2 separate regions of the Mus musculus genome follow, and region 1 is linked to region 2. The links are chromatin contacts, called in public Micro-C maps. All regions are on one chromosome and are shown on one strand. The core of a region is the stretch at or near the end of the contact, and the rest is flanking DNA. Distances in the headings are between cores, read along the strand shown.

Region 1 (4,828 bases), core at 1,716-4,215, 170 kb after region 2:
CACCTTCCTCAGCCCATTTGATCCTATATCTCTAACCTCAGAAATGAACTTAACAAGGATTAAATGATTGAACCCGTCAATCTAGCTTAATCTCTAACAGCACCAGGCTTCTCAGTTGTTGCTTTCTCTTCTTCTCTGTAGAAATGCTACATTACTGGAGCATGGAATAATTTATGTTCCACAGCACCGTGGTTTTGCAATTGCCAGTCCCTTCACCTAGACCGCCCTTCTTTACTACCACAACTCCTTTTCTGCCAGCCACACTATCACACAACTCTTAAAGTGTATTAGTTATCCAAAAATATTTCTTCTACAAGGCCACACCACTGTTACAGCCAGGTCCATCCTTCTCAAAGCCTCACAGTGCATATGTTTCTGCCACTATATGACTTTTTTTTTTCAATAACCAGCTCCAAAACTAAGTTCTGAGCTTACTAAGAATTCTATGTATTGGTTCCAGCTGTTGACTTAACACAAAGCTATCTAAATAAAGAAAAACAAACACTACACTAGATACCCAATCTAAGTGGTAGAGACAAATTATTTCATTTGCATATTATTTACCAGCATCACAAAGAGCACCAAGATTGTATGAACACTCTGGCTGCTGAGGAACAAAATTAAAATGTTTAATTACTTATGTGGCATCTACTACAAAAAATATATACAAAATATCTATAGGTTCTGAGTTCTTTTGATCTATTATATTCATTATCAAGATTTATAAGACTTCTATATATACCAGGATATCTTTTGAGACAAACACTTAATAGTAGACTGAGGAAACTTACTGGTTTAAATAAATAGATGTCCAGTAAAGACTTATTGGGGGGTGTGCACCCTAGTTTTTACATTAACTTGATACAAGCTAGATTCATCTAAGACGTGAGCCTGTAGAACATTTTCTTAATTAGTGACTGCTGGGTGGTGGGTGACCCAGTGCATCAGGAGTAGGGACACCCCACGGCTGCATTATGAGTGGGGATACCCCAAGACTCATGGTCCTAGGTTCTTTAAGAAATCAGACTGAGCAAGTCAAAAGAGCAAGTCAGTAAGCAACAATCCCACACACCATGACCTCTGCATCAGCTCCTGCCTCCAGGTTCCTACTTTGTTTGAGTCCCTGTCCTGATTTCCTTCAGTGAGGAACAATGAGATGAAGTATATGACAGGAAGCAAAATAAACCCTCTCCAACACCACTTGCTTTTAATTATGGTGACTCATCACAGCACAGGAAAAATAAGACAAAGTTCAACTCTGAATCAATAACTAGTTCCAAGAAGAGTTATAAAATGATTACCTGTATTCTAGATGACGAAGGAAGCTTTAGCAAAAGGAATGGGAGTTTCTAATACAGTGAATTTGGGTGTAGCGGCACTAACATTGTAACTCTGGGAAAGAGTAGAGGTCAAAGGTAATACTGGCATGCTACTTCTATGATGGAAAATAAAGATGTACACAGTGTACACAGAGGAAACTGGTGTGAGCAGTTCATTGCCAGGTAGTTACTAAACATGAAGCTAAAGAATTTCATAATTTTTCTTGATCGATTTACTTAATGTGTCCTCCCCCAAAATAACATACATTTTTAGATTTCACAGTAACATGCAATAAGCTGAATGTTTGCATTCTGTTGCCTCCAAGTTCATATGCTAAATACCCAATATGAGAATAGTTGAAGGTAGAGCCTTAAAGGGATTATCAGTCTTGGTGACATCATGAGGATGGGGTTTCCGTGATAGAATTTGTGCCCTTAGAAGAGGACACACCAGACCTCACTCTGAGTCAACCTATGCTCACATGCTGAGGACCAAGAGATGGCACATAGGGTGGTGATTGATAGCTACAGGAGAGGAATACTCAAGAGAACCTGCCTTGTTGACACCCCGGGATGGATTTCTAACCTCCACAAAAAAAGACAAATAAGAAAATAGAAATAAGACTGCTGACAAAAGCCCCAGCATATGGTATATTTTCACAGCAGCCAAAAGAGGCTAATATTTATTTTCTTTCTTTTTTTTTAAATTCAAATTCACTCTGAAGACTCAACATGACTGACCTTGGCTATCAGTCTATCTCTGACACCACAATGTACCTTGCTCATGAGAAGGTCTTTGTCAGGAACTTCAGAGCGGGGTGGGGAGGGGGGTCTTTCTAGTGGAAAATCTCCTCTTGCTTTTTTCTTTCCTTGTCTTTCCTCTACTGTCAAAGAAAAGGACATTTCAAAATATGATTAGTCAGCTGCTTTGATTTCTCAGAAATGCTGCAAGCAAGGAGGAAAACTGTGCCCTTGGAGAACTTAAATAATGGAACCAGTGGAATGAAAATTATTCCTAATGTAGAGAGCGACTAGTCTTTTCTTATCTATAACACACATCAGTTCTACCTTACCACTGATTAGCTAGACATACATCATTAGCACAAACACACCCCCGTACACATACATACACCACACACATATACACACATACATATACCACACACACAAACATATACACACTTCATGCAAAACACATAACACAGACATCATAAACCACTTACATCACCCTGTATAAACATATACCACAGACACACATCTCACACAAATACACACGTAACACACATACACGTATATATACCACATACATACCCCAGGCATACACTACAGACAAATACACAACACACACACACACACACACACACACACACTATGTATATATATATATATATATATATATATATATATATATATATGCATACTATTCACAAAAACATACACATACATACCACACATACTACACACACACACACATACACCACACACACACAACACAAAGCCTTCTACAATGGAAATATAGTGTACCATTAATAATAAAAAAACAATAACCTATTGTTTCTGCAAATCAGATATCTATCTTCAGCATGACATTATGCTGGGTGAAAGGGTGTACAATTCTCAGCTTTCTACTGCCAGAAAAGACATGAATCATCAGGCTAGCTTGAGTCACCTGATGTGTCATGTGTATTTCCCATGGCTGAGATCCCAGTGCTATAAAAGCAAGGGGTTTAAAAACAGAAGAACAACTATCTCAATGGCTTCTCTTCTCTATTAAATACCTTTGGAAAATTGCTATTAGTGTAGGCTATGACCTTTGCCCTCATGAAGGCGTCAATGAAATCTCTATAGTTTATTTCTTTAACTTTCATTATCTTTATTGTAACAGAGCTCCAGACATTAGAAGGCCACCAGACCTTAGCAAAACTGACTCCATGACTGAAGTACCATTCAGTCTGTAAAATTCACCGCCACCCCCCACCCCCCAGCACCACCTGCCAAAACTAAAAGAAAGGCCTAATCTGTCAAAGTCTAGGAGATTTTCTAAATGTACTAGCCTTTGTTTTTTGTCTTCTGTAGTTCACTTCTGGCTAACTGTGCTTGTTACCTGAGGTGTGTCAACCCAGGACCTGGTTTTTGTGTTTAAATGCTCCTGAGAAAGGCTCAGTGCTACACTGGCATCCTAAATCCCCAGTGTAGCACCGGCTGACTGGTACTTTCTATTGGCTTAAATATATGTCTGAGCTGCCTTCTCTGGTATCTACCAGAGATATACCATAACATTTATGAATGCTTAATTGATAGAGCCATTGATTCTTGCTTTCCCTTGAAAAAATCCTCTGTTTATTTTTATTTATTTTTTAATCTACCAGTGATAAAGAAAGTTTCAGGTTTCTAGTTCAGTCTCCATCTTCTCTCTCTGTTGTAAAAGAGGCAACTTTGGATATGACATTTTCTGTACAAACCTCAACAGGTAGCTATTACTACAGAAGAAATGTAGAGCTATTGTTTTGAGAACAGGACTCCAAATTGTTGAGAGTGCTAAAACTTTCATCTCTGCCATGAACAAGGAGTGTTCTCTTCCTCCATTAGAATCATAACACTTTATAAAAAAAAAAAAAAAAAAAAAAACTGTTCCCACTCCAGGCTCAGCCTCCCTCATCCTACACACTTCAGATGTGACAACTCTTTAATGACAGAACTGAGTGACCTCACCGAAGGTAACATCGGGTTAACCAAGGTCATCAAAGGGTGTGGCTTGGTTCACAGCCTTCAATCTCAAAGACACTGCTCAAGGTGTTTCTCCCTACAAGGATTTCTCTCAAGGTTGAATGAGCTAATTTATTTATTGCACTCCCAACAATAGCACTACCTAGCTAACAATGGCTGCTCTTGTAGTCATCCTTGCTGCATGAATCAGGAGAGTATTACAAAAAGAATACTGTTCTGGAAAGCACATTATATAGAACCCAGCCCAGATGTCTCTGTATCTTAACTAGCATAATGGTAGACAACTCACTGAAACTGTCTAATCCTCAATCCTAATCTAGAAAATGAGGATCATTTCAACCTGCAAGAAGGTTTCTTCAGAAATGACAGGATCAACTGGGAAAAGGCTTTGAGATGTTTTTGTGCATGGCGAAGCAGAATGCAAAACTCTGTGATCATAATCAAATGGCATGAGTAGAATGGGGTCAAAGTCTAGACCCTTACCTGTAACTGTTGCTGGGTAACACTCCCACCACAGCCTCCCATCATGCTGCATTAGCTTCTCTCATGAAGGTTTGCTTTCTCCTGGCCAGTCTGTTTTCATTCCATTTGATCATGGCTGATTGTTAGCTGACAACATTGATAGTGCTGAACTATTTGGTAAATAGCGACTTCTAAAGGTTTTATTTATGTGAACACTGGTTTCATATTGACCTCTTAAACATGATATTCATAACATTATATGGCACATGTCAAGGCAATTTAGGGTAAATTTCAAAGCAATTTCCTGCACATTATCTTAC
Region 2 (5,101 bases), core at 1,470-3,969:
GCTGCTTAGTAGCATTACAAAGAATGCTAGAAAACCAGAACTCCCTAAATAAATTCTCGGGATGGGCTGCCCTATGCTCCCTGGGTTCTGTGTGTGGATTCTACAGCAACTCAAGAGCACAAAAGGTGTCCAGTATTTTAATGAAGCAAGTGGCAAGATCCAACAAGGCCATTAGCATTACACAGGGGAGACAGCAAGAGAAATGACTTCTTCCTCTAGGATACTGGAAATGTTCAACTATACTTAAGAGAAACCAATGTGACACTTTGCTTTTATTGTTTTTTAAAAAGAGACCTTCAAGTCTTCTCATTAATAGCTAAGTTTATTCGGCTGCTTTCTTCTGTCATTCTTTATACGTACTGGTATTTGTCCCTATGGTTTTTTTGTTTGTTTGTTTGTTTGTTTACTAACTTCATAATTCCACTTTTTAACTTCTATTTCTCATTTTACAACAAGACAACAACAAGAAGAAATCCCTCCTCATCTCGTCTTCTCTTCGAATATTTTTTTATTCACCCTATTTCCGTTATTCTTAATTTCCATGCTTTTCTCCTCTCTTCAATCTACATGACTGTTGGGCGCTTACGAGTTCTTGATAAATCCTCTGCTGTTCATCTCCCTCTCTTTCACAATCCTACCGGTCTGTCCTCCTTTGTAAATTATGTTTATAAAGCATGGGTGGGTGGCCTTAAAACCCTGCAGGAACAATCCGTTACTAGGATATCTGCGAAGGGGGGAAGAAGCCACAGTGAGGAGCATTCTTCCGAAGAGGGGGCAGATGACGGACTAGCATCGCTAGGTGGCAGTATTCCAGACAGGATCCCAACCACAGAGCTGGGTACTGCCTCTCCACCCCAGTTCCTGCCTGTTAATGTCCTATATAGCGATTTTGATTCAGAAATTTACTCGGTTGTCTGCAGCATCTGCATTTGAAATCTAGGGCATGTCACATCATTTCTCAAAAATAACATAACTTAACACTTTTAGGATGTATGGCTGCTGATTTGAGCTCAATTAGAGAGAAAATGGTTTTGTAGATTTGTCTCTTTTTTTTTTCTTTCCATGAAAAGAAACTACAAATTTTAATGGTCTTTATATAGAAATTTTCAGATTAATGAAATTCCAAAGACTAGCACAACATATTGTCTATGGAGTAGACTGTATTAATCAGTGTTTCTTGAAAACATGCCTTTCAAGTCTTGCAAATTTTACAAATATACATATAATATATTATATACATATATATATGGACCTGACCTGGTTTACAATATACTACCTAGGAAACTTTTAACATATTATGAAACCCTGTTCTTCCTTGGTTTCTCCACTTGTAAATGGAGGTATTCGTAACACATTTTTCTGGAAAATATTGTAGTTTAAGTGGGTTAATATGTGTAAAAAATTACAACCATATCTGGCATATGTAGCAACCAGTCTTAGGTTAGCTACTCTGTGTTCAAATGACCTTAAGCTACCTATTTATTCTTAGTATGTGTGTGTGTGTGTGTGTATATAGTGTGTGTGTGTATAGTGTGTGTGTGTGTGTGATTGTGTGTGTGTGTGTACTTGTGTTATGTACATAGGAGCTGTGTACCTTCTTTTACTTGAGTATCATCCACCCAAAGTCAGGCCTCGGGCTTGCACAAAAGACATTTTACAGAATGACCCATATCCTTCAGCCCCAAGATTGCATATTTACCTCTAGATTATGATATAATTACATGATTTCTTCCCTCCTTTTCTTCCTCCAAACCCTCCCACATACTCTCCCTTGCTTTCTTTCAAATTCGTGGTCTCAGTTTTTATTAGTCATTGTTACCGTCGTACTTATATCTATTTTTCAGCACTAGACTGGGTATCTTCAGTGTAAAGGGTTTTTTAAGGATTTAATATTTTTATTTTATGCCCATGCATCAGTGCCTCCATGTGCATATGTGCACCACATGTGTGCTTGGTGCCAGTGAGGCCAGAAAAGGACACCAGATCCCCTAGAGCTGGAGTTACTAGTTGTCGTGAGCTGAGACCCAAACCCAGGCCTTCTGCAAGAGCAATAAGTGTGCTTAACTGCTGAGCTGCCTCTCCAGTCTTCCTATGGTAAATCTTAAAGTAAGGGTCCAGATGAACCACACAGATCCTAGTAAGGGGTGAAAAGGAACACGGACTTCTATGGAATAAAAACAGATCAACTATCACAGTAGTAGTGCCGGTGGGAGAGAAAGAAGGAGACACTTCCGTATAAAGATGCCTCAGTGAAACCAGAGGCTGATCAGGCTTGAGTGTGTGACCTGACAGAAAGAATGTTCAGTAGAGTTTCTTGCAGAGAAATGGCTTCCACTTACCCTGATAAGAATGACTAAGAAGGAAATATTGGCACTATTCAAGAACTGGGTCATTTTTCCTTAATGCTCACAGGTGTCTGTGAACAACTCATTTCAATTCTCCAAGAAGCACAAGGGAAGGAATCATTTCAAGGGCCAAGAAAAAGCTATTATACTCCGGCCTACTGAAGTGTGACTCTGAAATAGTGAAACAAATCTTTAAACAAAATGTGACATGAATCTTTTCTCAAGTAATATGCCGACCTCCTTCCTATAAAACGCTACAAAATATCTCTGAATAAAGAATGCATTCGTGAGCCACATTTTCCAGGAGTAGGCATGGGTTTGGACTGAGTCATCTGTTATTCATTCCTTGGGGTCAATTGTGTGAATGTGCAAATCATCTTGACATGGGATAGACTGTCAGTCACATGGGAGGACACAATCAGGTCACACAATGAAGTCGCAGATCTTGACAGTAATAAAACCTAGGATTAAAGGTCATCTTTTGCAAAAGTTATTTCCAATAAAGCTGACCATAAGGTTTTTGTCCCTGGAATGAGATCATATAGGGCTTGTGTTTGGAGAGAATGAATTCACAGGTTCTCTTCAAACTCTACTCCTGTAAAGCTGTGGTCTTGATTTCCAAGATAAATAAAAGAAGCTTCCTATAGTAAAACCTTATATATAAGTATATATAAGTTTTATATAAGTAAAACCTTAGTGTGCTTGCCTCTTAAATGATTTTTTTCTCCCAAACCCAAACTTTCATTAGTAGAATCTCTTTGGTTAGTAGAGCTTTGGTTAGTATAAAAATCTTTGAAAGTTCTGTGTTAGACTCTGACTAGCAGAGTCTATGAAAAAGTTTTATAGGCAGATAGTTTCATTATTAAAATTGGAGCAAGAGTCAGAAGACTCAGATCACAGATGATGGCTTATTTCTCTATTTCTTTAATGATCATAATTACCAATTTTATAAGAATAATAATTTCAATTTCAAAAAAAATCATTTTCTTTTCAAAAGTCAAAACCTTTGCTGTTGTGGTCTGCAGGCTTTAATGACTGTGTCACTTTTATGACTGACTAAAAGAAACCCTCCACACATTGAAATGATTCTTTGCAGCATGGAGGCATAAGTCATGATTAGTAAGACACAAGACTCCTGAGGTGATCCCAGTCTATATGAGAGGCATCTGGTGGCACTCATGATGATGCTATTTTGTTTCCAAATGAAAATTTGCTTTCTTACATAGTTTTCATAATGGAGAAAAACTTAATTCCTTTTGTTGGAATACAGTAGTTGTTGAATTAGGGAAAGGCTGGAAGAAGTTGAGGAGGAGAGCAACCCTGTAGGAGGACCAACATTCTCAATTAACCTGGACTTCTGAGATTGCTCAGACACTTGACCACCAACCAGGCAGCATACACCAGATGATATGAGGCCCCCAACACACATACAGCAGAGGACTGTCGTGTCTAAGTTCAATCAGAGAAAGATGCACCTAACCCCCATGAGACTGGAGGCTGCAGGGAGTTTAGAGGTCTGGTGGGAGTGTGGGTGAGCACATCCTCATGGAAACAAGGGGCTGAGGAGGAGGTCTGCGATGTGAAACAGTTGGAGGGTGGATGGGGTGGAGGGAAGGAATAAAATCTGTGGTGTAAATAAATAAATGACAAAAAAGACGAATTATAGCTATTTGTACTATGGAACACCCAATGACTTGTAATTAGCATGTCATTCTGAAAACAACTGATAAGGTTTTTTTAATCTTTTTTTTTTTTTTTTTGAGTATCTACTTGGCTTAGGTTAGCTGACATTTTCTTTCTTTTTTTTTTCTTTTTTTTTCCTTAGATAATTGCTTTATTTACATTTCAAATGCTATCCCAAAAGTTCCCTATACCCCCCCTGCCCTGAACCCCTACCCACCCACTTCCACTTCTTGGCCCTGGCATTCCCCTGTACTAGGGCATATAAAGTTTGCAAGAACAAGGGGTCTCTCTTCCCAATGATGGCTGACTAGGCCGTCTTCTGCTACATATGCAGCTAGAGACACGAGCTCTGGGGGTACTGGATAGTTCATATTGTTGTTCTACCTATAGGGTTGCAGACCCCTTCAGCTCCTTGGGTGCTTTCCCTAGTTTCTCCATTGGGGTCCCTGTGTTCCATCCTATAGGTGACTGTGAGAATCCACTTCTGTATTTGCCAGGCACTGGCATAGCCTCATACAAGACAGCTATATCAGGGTCCCTTTAACAAAATCTTGCTGGCATATGCAATAGTGTCTGGGTTTGGTGGCTGATTATGGGATGGATCCCCGGGTGGGATAGTCTCTAGATGGTCCATCCTTTTGTCTTCGATCCAAACTTTGTCTCAGTAACTCCTTTCATGGGTATTTTGTTCCCACTTCTAAGAAGCACTGAAGCATCCACACTTTGGTCCTCCTTCTTCTTGAGCTTCATGTGGTCTGTGAATTGTATCTTGGATATTCCGAGCTTTTGGGCTAATATCTACTTATCAGTGAGTGCATACCATGTGTGTTCTTTTGTGATTGGGTTACCTCACTCTGGATGATAATTTCTAGTTCCATCCATTTGCCTCCAAATTTCATGAAGTCATTGCTTTTAATAGCTGAGTAGTACTCCATTGTGTAAATGTACCACATTTTCTGTATCCATTCCTCTGCTGAAGGACATCTGGGTTCTTTCCAGCTTCTGGCTATTATAAATAAGGCTGCTATGAACATAGTGGAGCATGTGTTCATATTACCAGTTGGAACATCTTC

Evidence for each region. Hi-C and Micro-C count contacts between places; a contact is called where the count stands out from the background.
Region 1: a contact with region 2 is called in a Micro-C map of the HL-1 cell line, with 2.2 times the contacts expected there. The contact joins two enhancer-like sites. A contact is called at or near these places in 7 of 484 Hi-C or Micro-C datasets (the HL-1 cell line, the NIH/3T3 cell line, embryonic fibroblasts and 4 more).

What each region holds. Positions count from the first base shown.
Region 1 is chr10:98,664,941-98,669,768 of GRCm38.p6, forward strand. No RefSeq gene overlaps it. Among named protein-coding and RNA genes, the nearest start is that of Gm34297, 130 kb to the left of the region's middle. Within about 2 kb of position 2,966, at least 42 of the 459 cell types and tissues checked have an H3K27ac peak or open chromatin away from gene starts, as enhancers often do. A contact at or near this core is called in the HL-1 cell line and pancreatic cancer cells, where this site is marked.
Region 2 is chr10:98,493,757-98,498,857 of GRCm38.p6, forward strand. No RefSeq gene overlaps it. Among named protein-coding and RNA genes, the nearest start is that of Gm34297, 41 kb to the right of the region's middle. Within about 2 kb of position 2,720, at least 20 of the 459 cell types and tissues checked have an H3K27ac peak or open chromatin away from gene starts, as enhancers often do. A contact at or near this core is called in the HL-1 cell line and pancreatic cancer cells, where this site is marked.